Linked DNA regions of Mus musculus: region 1 is linked to region 2. Evidence: chromatin contacts called from public Micro-C data. All regions are on one chromosome and are shown on one strand. The core of a region is the stretch at or near the end of the contact, and the rest is flanking DNA. Distances in the headings are between cores, read along the strand shown. Region 1 holds the start of Mpzl2 (myelin protein zero-like 2). Region 2 overlaps Phldb1 (pleckstrin homology like domain, family B, member 1).

Evidence for each region. A called contact is a pair of places that touch in the nucleus more often than the background predicts.
Region 1: a contact with region 2 is called in a Micro-C map of embryonic stem cells, with 3 times the contacts expected there. The contact joins the promoter of Mpzl2 here to the enhancer-like site in region 2. A contact is called at or near these places in 1 of 39 promoter capture datasets (embryonic stem cells), 1 of 484 Hi-C or Micro-C datasets (embryonic stem cells), 1 of 115 datasets of contacts at active chromatin or transcription factors (pancreatic cancer cells) and 1 of 9 other capture datasets (adipose tissue).

What each region holds. Positions count from the first base shown.
Region 1 is chr9:45,040,000-45,044,022 of GRCm38.p6, forward strand. Mpzl2 (myelin protein zero-like 2) reads left to right here and starts at 2,345. Exons shown (of 6, transcript NM_007962.4): 1 at 2,345-2,795; 2 at 3,701-3,867. The coding sequence starts at 2,738.
Region 2 is chr9:44,707,115-44,711,021 of GRCm38.p6, forward strand. It overlaps Phldb1 (pleckstrin homology like domain, family B, member 1), which reads right to left. Exons shown (of 22, transcript NM_153537.4): 9 at 3,809-3,907; 10 at 771-926. Among named protein-coding and RNA genes, the nearest start is that of Phldb1, 26 kb to the right of the region's middle. Within about 2 kb of position 1,392, at least 128 of the 459 cell types and tissues checked have an H3K27ac peak or open chromatin away from gene starts, as enhancers often do. A contact at or near this core is called in adipose tissue, embryonic stem cells and pancreatic cancer cells, where this site is marked.

The sequences.
Region 1 (4,023 bases), core at 1,095-3,594, 330 kb after region 2:
CTCTTGTTTTGATTGAAGTTCCGCACACTGGCATCTTTGGAATACCAAGGGGGCAATGAATGCTCTTTTTATTTGCCATTTTCTCTTAACAGGTTCAACCCTCAGTCTCCTTCTTCGCCCAGGGTGGGAACAGTGAGATAGTTGGAGCCTCTCCTGTTAACTGGAAGGAACTGGGCGTTGCTGAACACAAAGCCAAAAACTTGACCTGGGCTGAGGAATGGGATCCGGGCAGCTGTGCCCCTCAGAGCAAGGCTGGCTGCCAGCTCTCAGGGCATCTGGTGACTGGGGAGGAATTCCTCTGCTTGGACAACAAGCTTTCTATTCTGTTCACTGCCTCCTGCCCTGATTCCTCACCTGCTGTTTCAGAGTGTTCTTCGGTTAACTCCACCTCTCACTGAATTTTGCAATTTGCTGTCAACTTAACCTTTCCCTGGCTCTGTCTGTTTGGAATGGCGTTTCTCTGCAAAGTCGAAAGCCAACCAAGATGAAGTTTTCTTTAACTCGCCCCCCTCCCTACTCCCGGGGTTCCTGGAGCTGACCCTTTTCTGACCTACCTACAGGGAAGGCTACATCTGCCCACCATGTAAGTGCCACTCAGCAACCCAGAATTTTCAGTTTGGGCTGCTCAGAATCACCTAGACTCTAGGTCCTAGAGGCTGGCGAAGGAGCCAGACACTCATTACAGGAGCGCTTTGGTGCCAGCACGCAGCTGACCTCCCTCTGGGGCAGCCCCTGCGCTCCCCAGAGTAATGAGTAGGTTTGGGCGAGTGTCTGCCCGTTTGTTCCATCTCTCCTCCACACTTTTCTTTTTCCTTCATGTCAGTAATTTACCCCTCTTTGGGTGGAATGCTTTTATTTTATCGCCTGCTCGATAGGACCCAGGGTCCTGGGTACTCACTTTGTCCTTGAGCTGCTAGACCCCTAGCCTGACGTTTCTTTATTTTTCTACCCAGTCTGGCCCTTGCTTCCCTCCTAGCAGCACCCTTTTTACCGGGGTTCAGATAGAAGACTGTGGTACGGATCACGGAATAGTTTCTAGATAGCTAATCCAGGGATAAGGGCGATTCAATTGTATTCAGTGTCCCATCCCCCATCTAGCTTACTTCTTTAAAAATTTAAATTACATTTTAACTAGTCTTTCCCTCCCTCTCCCCTCCCCCACCCCGTGTCTCTGTCTCTCTGTTGCATGTGTGCATGTGCACCATAGCGCGCGCGCGCGCGTGTGTGTGTATGTGTGTGTGTGTGTGTGTGTGTGTGTGTGTGTGTGTGTGTAGGTCAAAAGGCAGTTTTCAGGGTTTGATTCTCTCCTTCTACCACGTGGGTTCCTTAGACCGGACTCAGGTGGCCAGGCTCCTTGGCTTGGTGCCAATACTTATGTCGTAGCCTCCACCCACTTTTTAACTGCATTCGGTCTTGGTTGCCTCTGTTTGCCAGCTTGCTGTTGTGCCTCTTACCAGATGAAGCCCTTTATCTCCGCGTTTCAGGCCTCTCAGATAGGTGGCTGTCCTCAAAATGGCAGTTGAAATCTGGGGCACAGGAAAGGTTTTCTTTTCCTTGAGAGTTCACTGATCACCCCTATCAGGCTTTTGGTTTGTGGGCAGGGAACTCACGCAAGTCAGGAAGCTTCCCATGGGGCTGTGGGTGTAGCTCCGTGCCAGAACACTTGCTTAGTAAGTACAAGGTCATGAGTTTAGTCCTGAGTATTGCCAAAGCTGGGCAGTGACTCCCCAACTTCAAGGTCCAGCCTGGGCTACATGGTGAGACAGTCTCAAACAATAACATAGAACACACAAAGATTATGGGCAATTGCTTCCCTCCTGAGCGTTTTTTTTTTTTTTCCTTCCAGTACAGGGTTTCTCTCTGTAGCCCTGGCTGTCCTGGAACTCACTCTGTAGACCAGGCTGGCCTCGAACTCAGAAAGAACTCAGAAATTCGCCTGCCTCTGCTTCCCAAGTGCTGGGAGTAAAGGTGTGCGCCGCCACCGCCAGGCTCTAAGAGGTTACTCTTTACGCTGTTAAAATGGTATTCCTTTCCATAGGATTGTGGAGAGAAAAGGATGCCCAGAAAAGTCCTTTGCAAACTGCCCTAAGCTGGGAGAAAGGAGCAGGGGAGTTGCTCTGAGCTGAGAAAGGAACCAGCATTGAGACTTGGTTTCTTTCTGCTGAGTCTCAGGAGAGCCTGTTCACACCAGAGGGTCTCAAGGAATTCCCAGAACTGATGGGTGCGGTGAGTCAGGCCCTAGGCTGATTCCAAGGACAGGAATCACTGCAAAACTTTCAATGTTCACTTCCTAGGCAAGACTAAAGTCTGTTTTAAAAGGGTGTGTGTGGGCCAAGTTCAGAGCAGTCTGGGACATTTCAAACTGGCACCACCTCCTCTGGCTGCTTGTGAGGCCATCCGGAGGCCAGGGCTCGGTCAGATGAACGGAAAAGTAAAGAGAGGACCGCAGAGTCTGAGACCTTTGCGCAGAGGGCTGGAGTGTGGAGAGGGGCGGGAGGGAGAATCAGGAGGAGGGCGCTGGGTGCGGAGGCCCCACCTTTCATTCCAGAGCTGTACCGGCCGGGGCGGGATGAGTCACGACTGGTTGGCTCCGCTGTGCGCCTTCCCATAGGTGAGGGACTCGGACCTCTCCGTGGGTAAACTGTGCCGCCTGCTCGTCCTAGCCTTGGCCTTGGTTGGGTGCTGGAGTCCTGGGTCTGCCGGGTTTGGCCTCTGGGGCCACGACTGGCTTTCCCTGATGTATGGCAAGAGCCCCGCGCTTGTGCTTCCACTTCTCCTGAGTTTACAGCTCACAGGTAAGAACTGGCGGGCTTCTAGGATTTTCTACCATTGCCGCCCATTCTGTAAAGACAGAGCTCATGGCTTGAAGAAATCTCAAGGGCTCCGTTGGGAGATCGTGCCCCAACTGCAATTCGTTCTAGTCCAGACTTCGCCGAAACTTCAGTTCGGTGGGTTGCTTTGGGGCAGTACTTTGGGCAAACAGGTTTAGGTGTGTTTGGCCGCCCGTGATTGAGGCACACAGAGGGCTTTCTGATCTCAGGTTACACACCATCTTTGTGTGGCTGCTCTCAACCTCGGGCTGCTGGCTAGATTTGGCCCTTGGATTTCCGTGGGAGGATTTTGTCTGCGACTCCCTGCAGCACCAGAGAGCAAACCTGGATTGTCAGAGCGAGAGTCCCGCTGTGGTTTTGAAGCTGTCCCAACCAATGCACGTACCAGACTTGTAAATAAGCCACGTGGTGTAAGGCTTCCAGGGGTGCAGGCAAGCGCAACTGCTGGGGTGGATTGACCTGCAGGCTAGCAGCAGCCCCAAGTCTACATGTAGGAAAACTTCCCTGCTTGGAGACTTCTTTTTTCCACAAAACAAAACAAAACAAAAAAACATACTGTGTTGCTTGATCGTAATACGCCACGTCTGACCAACGTTTGGATTTTTGTTTCTTCTTTCCATCTCCTTTGCTGATGTTTGTAGTTTCTGGTTATAGTTCTGAAATTGGTGCGGTAAGGCTGTGAAGAAAGTGAGAACACCAGGTAGTTTTACCTCTAATTGGCCCTCGGGATGGGAGGGTCAAAGCTGTGTGCAGGCAGGAGTATGTAGACTCCTGGTGAAGTGAATTTGAAGGTTGGCTTACTTGGAAAGTGTCAGCGTTTTTTTCTCAATGATACACCACTGTTAACCTCTTCCTTCCCTCCATTGCAGCCCTTTGTCCTACAGAAGCTGTGGAAATTTACACCTCCGGGGCCCTGGAGGCAGTCAACGGGACAGATGTTCGGTTAAAATGCACTTTCTCCAGCTTTGCCCCTGTGGGAGATGCGCTAACTGTGACGTGGAATTTCCGACCTCGAGATGGGGGTCGTGAGCAGTTTGTAAGTAGATTCTTGTCACCTTCCAGAGGACTCTTGACAAGAATGCATTGTGGCAATCCTTCCCCCCCGCCCCCCATCTTTCCCATGTTCGGCGCATGCGTGGGGTTAAGTGGGGACCCAGTTCTTGGGACAGAGAGTAACAGGTCTAAGAAAAGG
Region 2 (3,907 bases), core at 142-2,641:
ACTGAAGCCAGGAAACTGCATGTTATATGGGCCTTGGTGTTAGCCATAGACTCTGGCATCACCTAAGCCACGCCCCTAACCCTTTCCTGCTTCTCGATGCTAACACATGGCCCATCCTCTGTCACTGTCTATGCTTGGTGTGGCTGAGACTACAGCTTTAGCAAATCTGAGCTGATCAGGGACAATGCTCCATCTTCTCTCTTTGCAGATAGACCGAGTGGGACCAAAGCAGGAACCCAGGTGGATAACTTCCTAGCAAGGCTAGCCTCCAGATCTTAGGTCTCTGAGTGTATCCCAGAACCTCCAACAGCTCTAGAAGGGCATGGACAGAGATGAAGCGGAATGACAGAGATATAGCTGAATGGCAGATATGTGCTTAGCATTCAGAAGGCTCTGGGCTAGATCTCCAACACCATAAGAAGACATTCAAGGGCAGTAGCAAGGCACCTCAGCTGCAGACTCCTCCTCCACACTCTTTTCCTGGACACACTACTGAGAGCTCTCAGTGTGAGCAATTACACTTTCCCTTGAGAGACTTCGGAGAGCCAGGGTTTAGTAAAACTAACTCTCCTTGCTGAGCCATCATCATCCGCTCTTCTGCCTTTCCACATTAATTCCACACCAGCCCTATAGTTCTCATTCTTACTGACAGTCATTAAGTAACGGAGACACAAAAAGATGTCTTTTGTGTCGTTCACAGAATGTGACTCAACCCCTGGTTACTAGCCTCCATCCTGCACTCAGGCTATGCAGGAGTGAGCAGTGCGCACCTTCCTCTTGCTCACACTGCGCAGCAACTCAGCCTTGCTCCGCAGCAGCCCTTGGCCGGCCAGCTCCCGCTCCTCCTCCACGCGACTCTCACGCTCCAGCTGCTGGAACTCCAGGTCCTCAAAGAGCTTTGTCTCAGTCTCTAGAGCGTCTGCCTCCTTCAACGACAGTGACATCGTGTTTGGGTGTGGGGATGCTCTCAAAGCCACTCTGGGCCAGGAAGGCCAGGCCACAAAGTCAGGAGTTAGGTGGGGCTGGACCCGGGGAAACTGGGGAAGGAACCGGCCCCACCGCCCAACTCCCTCTACTTTTTTGGCTGAGCCCTTTTCGCGGGACATCGCGATCTGGAGCACTGATCCCACCCAACATTGCTGGTCCCCTTCCAAGCCTCTGCACCGACCCTGTTGTCCGGCAAGTACTGCAGGGGCCAGGTGGTCCTGTCCCACCGCTCTCCTATCTTCGGTCAGGGCGGTGGCCCACGGGGGCCGGGGAGGGGGCTGGTGGAACTGACCCTTCTCAGCTGCTCCTGTAACTGTTCCCGCACTGACTCGGGGCAGTTATCGAGCTGCGTCTGGAGCTCGGCGTAGAGCGCCTGGCGGGCCTCCAGGTGCCTCCGTCCCGCGGCCAGCTCCGCCCTCTCCTGGTCGGCGGGAGGGGAGGGAGGCGGGGCACAGGGGAGAGAGAACACACACTCCTCAACTCCGGCCCGGCGCGGGGGGCAGGGGCGAGCACAGGAGTACACCGGGAGTTGGGGGGCAAGCAGCGAGACGGAAGAGAGCAGGAGAAGAAACAGAGGTTTAAGACGGGACTCAGGCAGGGGACGGTGTAACAAAGGCAGAGGTGTGGGGGCAGGGTGGAAATGTTGGTCCCTTTAGAAATGTTTTGGAAGGTCCTAAGACGGGACCTTCCGGTTCCGCTTCAAACTAAAGTTAAAGCCGATGCAAGAAGGCAAGTACCAAGCCTTGAGTTCTATCACTGTTCCGAGACCAAAATTTAACCCTGGGAAAAATGGGGATGGTGGGAAGAGTTAAATATAGGACTGGGGAGTAAACGTGGAGCTAAAGTTGTTAGAGTTACAGCAGTGCAGCAAGGGGACCCCAGCCCAACCCCCATGGCCTCCCTCCCCTCCTGCCCAGGGTGGAGGTGGGGTGCCAGCAAAGCAGGCTGAACTTCAGTAGGGATGAGGGTTGCAATTAGTTCGGCCCGTTGCCATGGTAATAGGAGCCCCAGGAGTGGATACAGGGAGGAGGTGGATGGCTCTGTCTGGGGTGAGATGACACCTCTGAGGGCGGAAAGGGGGACGAGGGAGGAGTTGGTGAGTCACCCCTCTGAAGGACATGCAGAGGAGACACTGTGATTACTGATTCCAAAGCCAGAGTGGGGCCATGGGCTGGAAGCTGGGCGGGAAAGTCAAGAGAACCTTCCCAACACCACCAACAGCATCAGCACCACCACCACCACCACCACCACCACTTCACTATCACGCCTCAAACACCTGGACCGGAGGGAAGGCAAAGTCCTAGGAGCAATCTCAGCTAAGTGAGGCTAGCCAAGCTGCTTGTGGAATGCCTTTCCCCTGTGCTGCACCAGCCCAGTTCACCCACCCATCCTGGAGGGAAGGCCTTGGTCAAGCCAGTCCTGAAGTCTAGATGCTTCTGCCTTGAAATTATCCTGTGTTCTAGGTGGCCTCCAGGGTAGAGGTAGGGAAAGGAACATCTGAATTCAGGGAAGCAAGAATGGGTAGCCAGCCACTCAGAAAGGGCCTCTTCAAGCTCTCCAAGACTGTGCCCACATCTGACCTCCTTATTACTCAGCTCTGGAGGGCTAAGCAGAAGGGACAAACAGTTCACTGCACCTCCAATCCCTGCCCTTCAGTAAACAGGCAACATTATGGAGGCAAAGCCCAGACCTTTCCAGTAGGAGGCGCTGTTTGGGCAGAACATCTCCTTGGTCATGCACATCTCCCCGCAAAACACACACACACACACACACACACACACTCTTATACTCCTCCTGTCAGTGTTCCACTAAGCAAAATTTAGCTGTGCCTTTCTGCCAGTTCCCTTCTGATAATGGGGACCCACACCAAGAAAAGAAGGCAACATTAGAGGGGAGAGGCCAAGGGCACAAAGGTACCCATGGAGTTAGTAAAGCTGGCCTAAGTCAGCCCTGCCTGGGCGGCCTGGCAGTTAGGGGCATGCGAAGAGCCCAGGACAGTGATTAGAGGGGGCGTTAGTGCAGGCCTGGTCGGCAAGCATAGGGTTAATCTGGCACAGAATCTGGGAGTGTGGTTTTGGGGGCCAGAGCCAAAGCTCCATTTATAAAAAGGGGGCAGCAACGAATTTTTAAGATCCTCAAAATTGAGAGCAAGAGGAAGATAAGTCTCAAAAATAATCCAGAAGGAAAAATTAAACCTCTTAGAAAAATACTGTCAAATCCAGAAATAGATGAACCCTCTCCACTTCAGAGCTTTTGGCACGCCGTTGGGCATCTTGGACATGGCTGGCACAACCCCCGTGGGATGGAGCAGCCCCTGAAGACTGGCACTCAATCTGAAAGGGTCAGGGGCAGGGCTGGGACCATCTGGGATGGGAGGCTGCAGATCCTGATGATAGGAAACAGAGGCCTGTGGGCCATCTCCCAAAGACCACATCCTAAGCACCTGAGGCATGCTGGAGGGAGCTTTCTCCTCATGGTGGGCTCCAAACCCGAGTCATGCCCCCCATCCCAGCAGCACCAGTCCTTCAGGCTGTGCTCAGTGCCCAAGAAAGGGCTTTGGCACTTCCTAGAAGGACCACACAGGTTCCAGAACGGCAGGCACCCAGGCAACCAGAGGCAGCACAGAGATCTAGACCCCCAAACACCAGACCAGCCCCCGGCAGTACCATCCAAGCTTGTATCTTCCACAGAGTACAAGGGCCCCTGTCCCTAGAGGGCTACAGAGACCACTCGGATTGCAGGACGGATGCTGAGGGATGTGCATCGCCAGGGAAGGGATACTGCCTTCCTTCTGGGCCACTGGTAGTCAGGTATGGGTTACCTTGTCCCTGTCCTTCTGGATGCCTGTCTCCAAGGCCACCAACTTCTCCTGCAGCTGGTCCACCGCCCTTTGTTCCTTCTGCAGCGAGGCTCGCTCTGC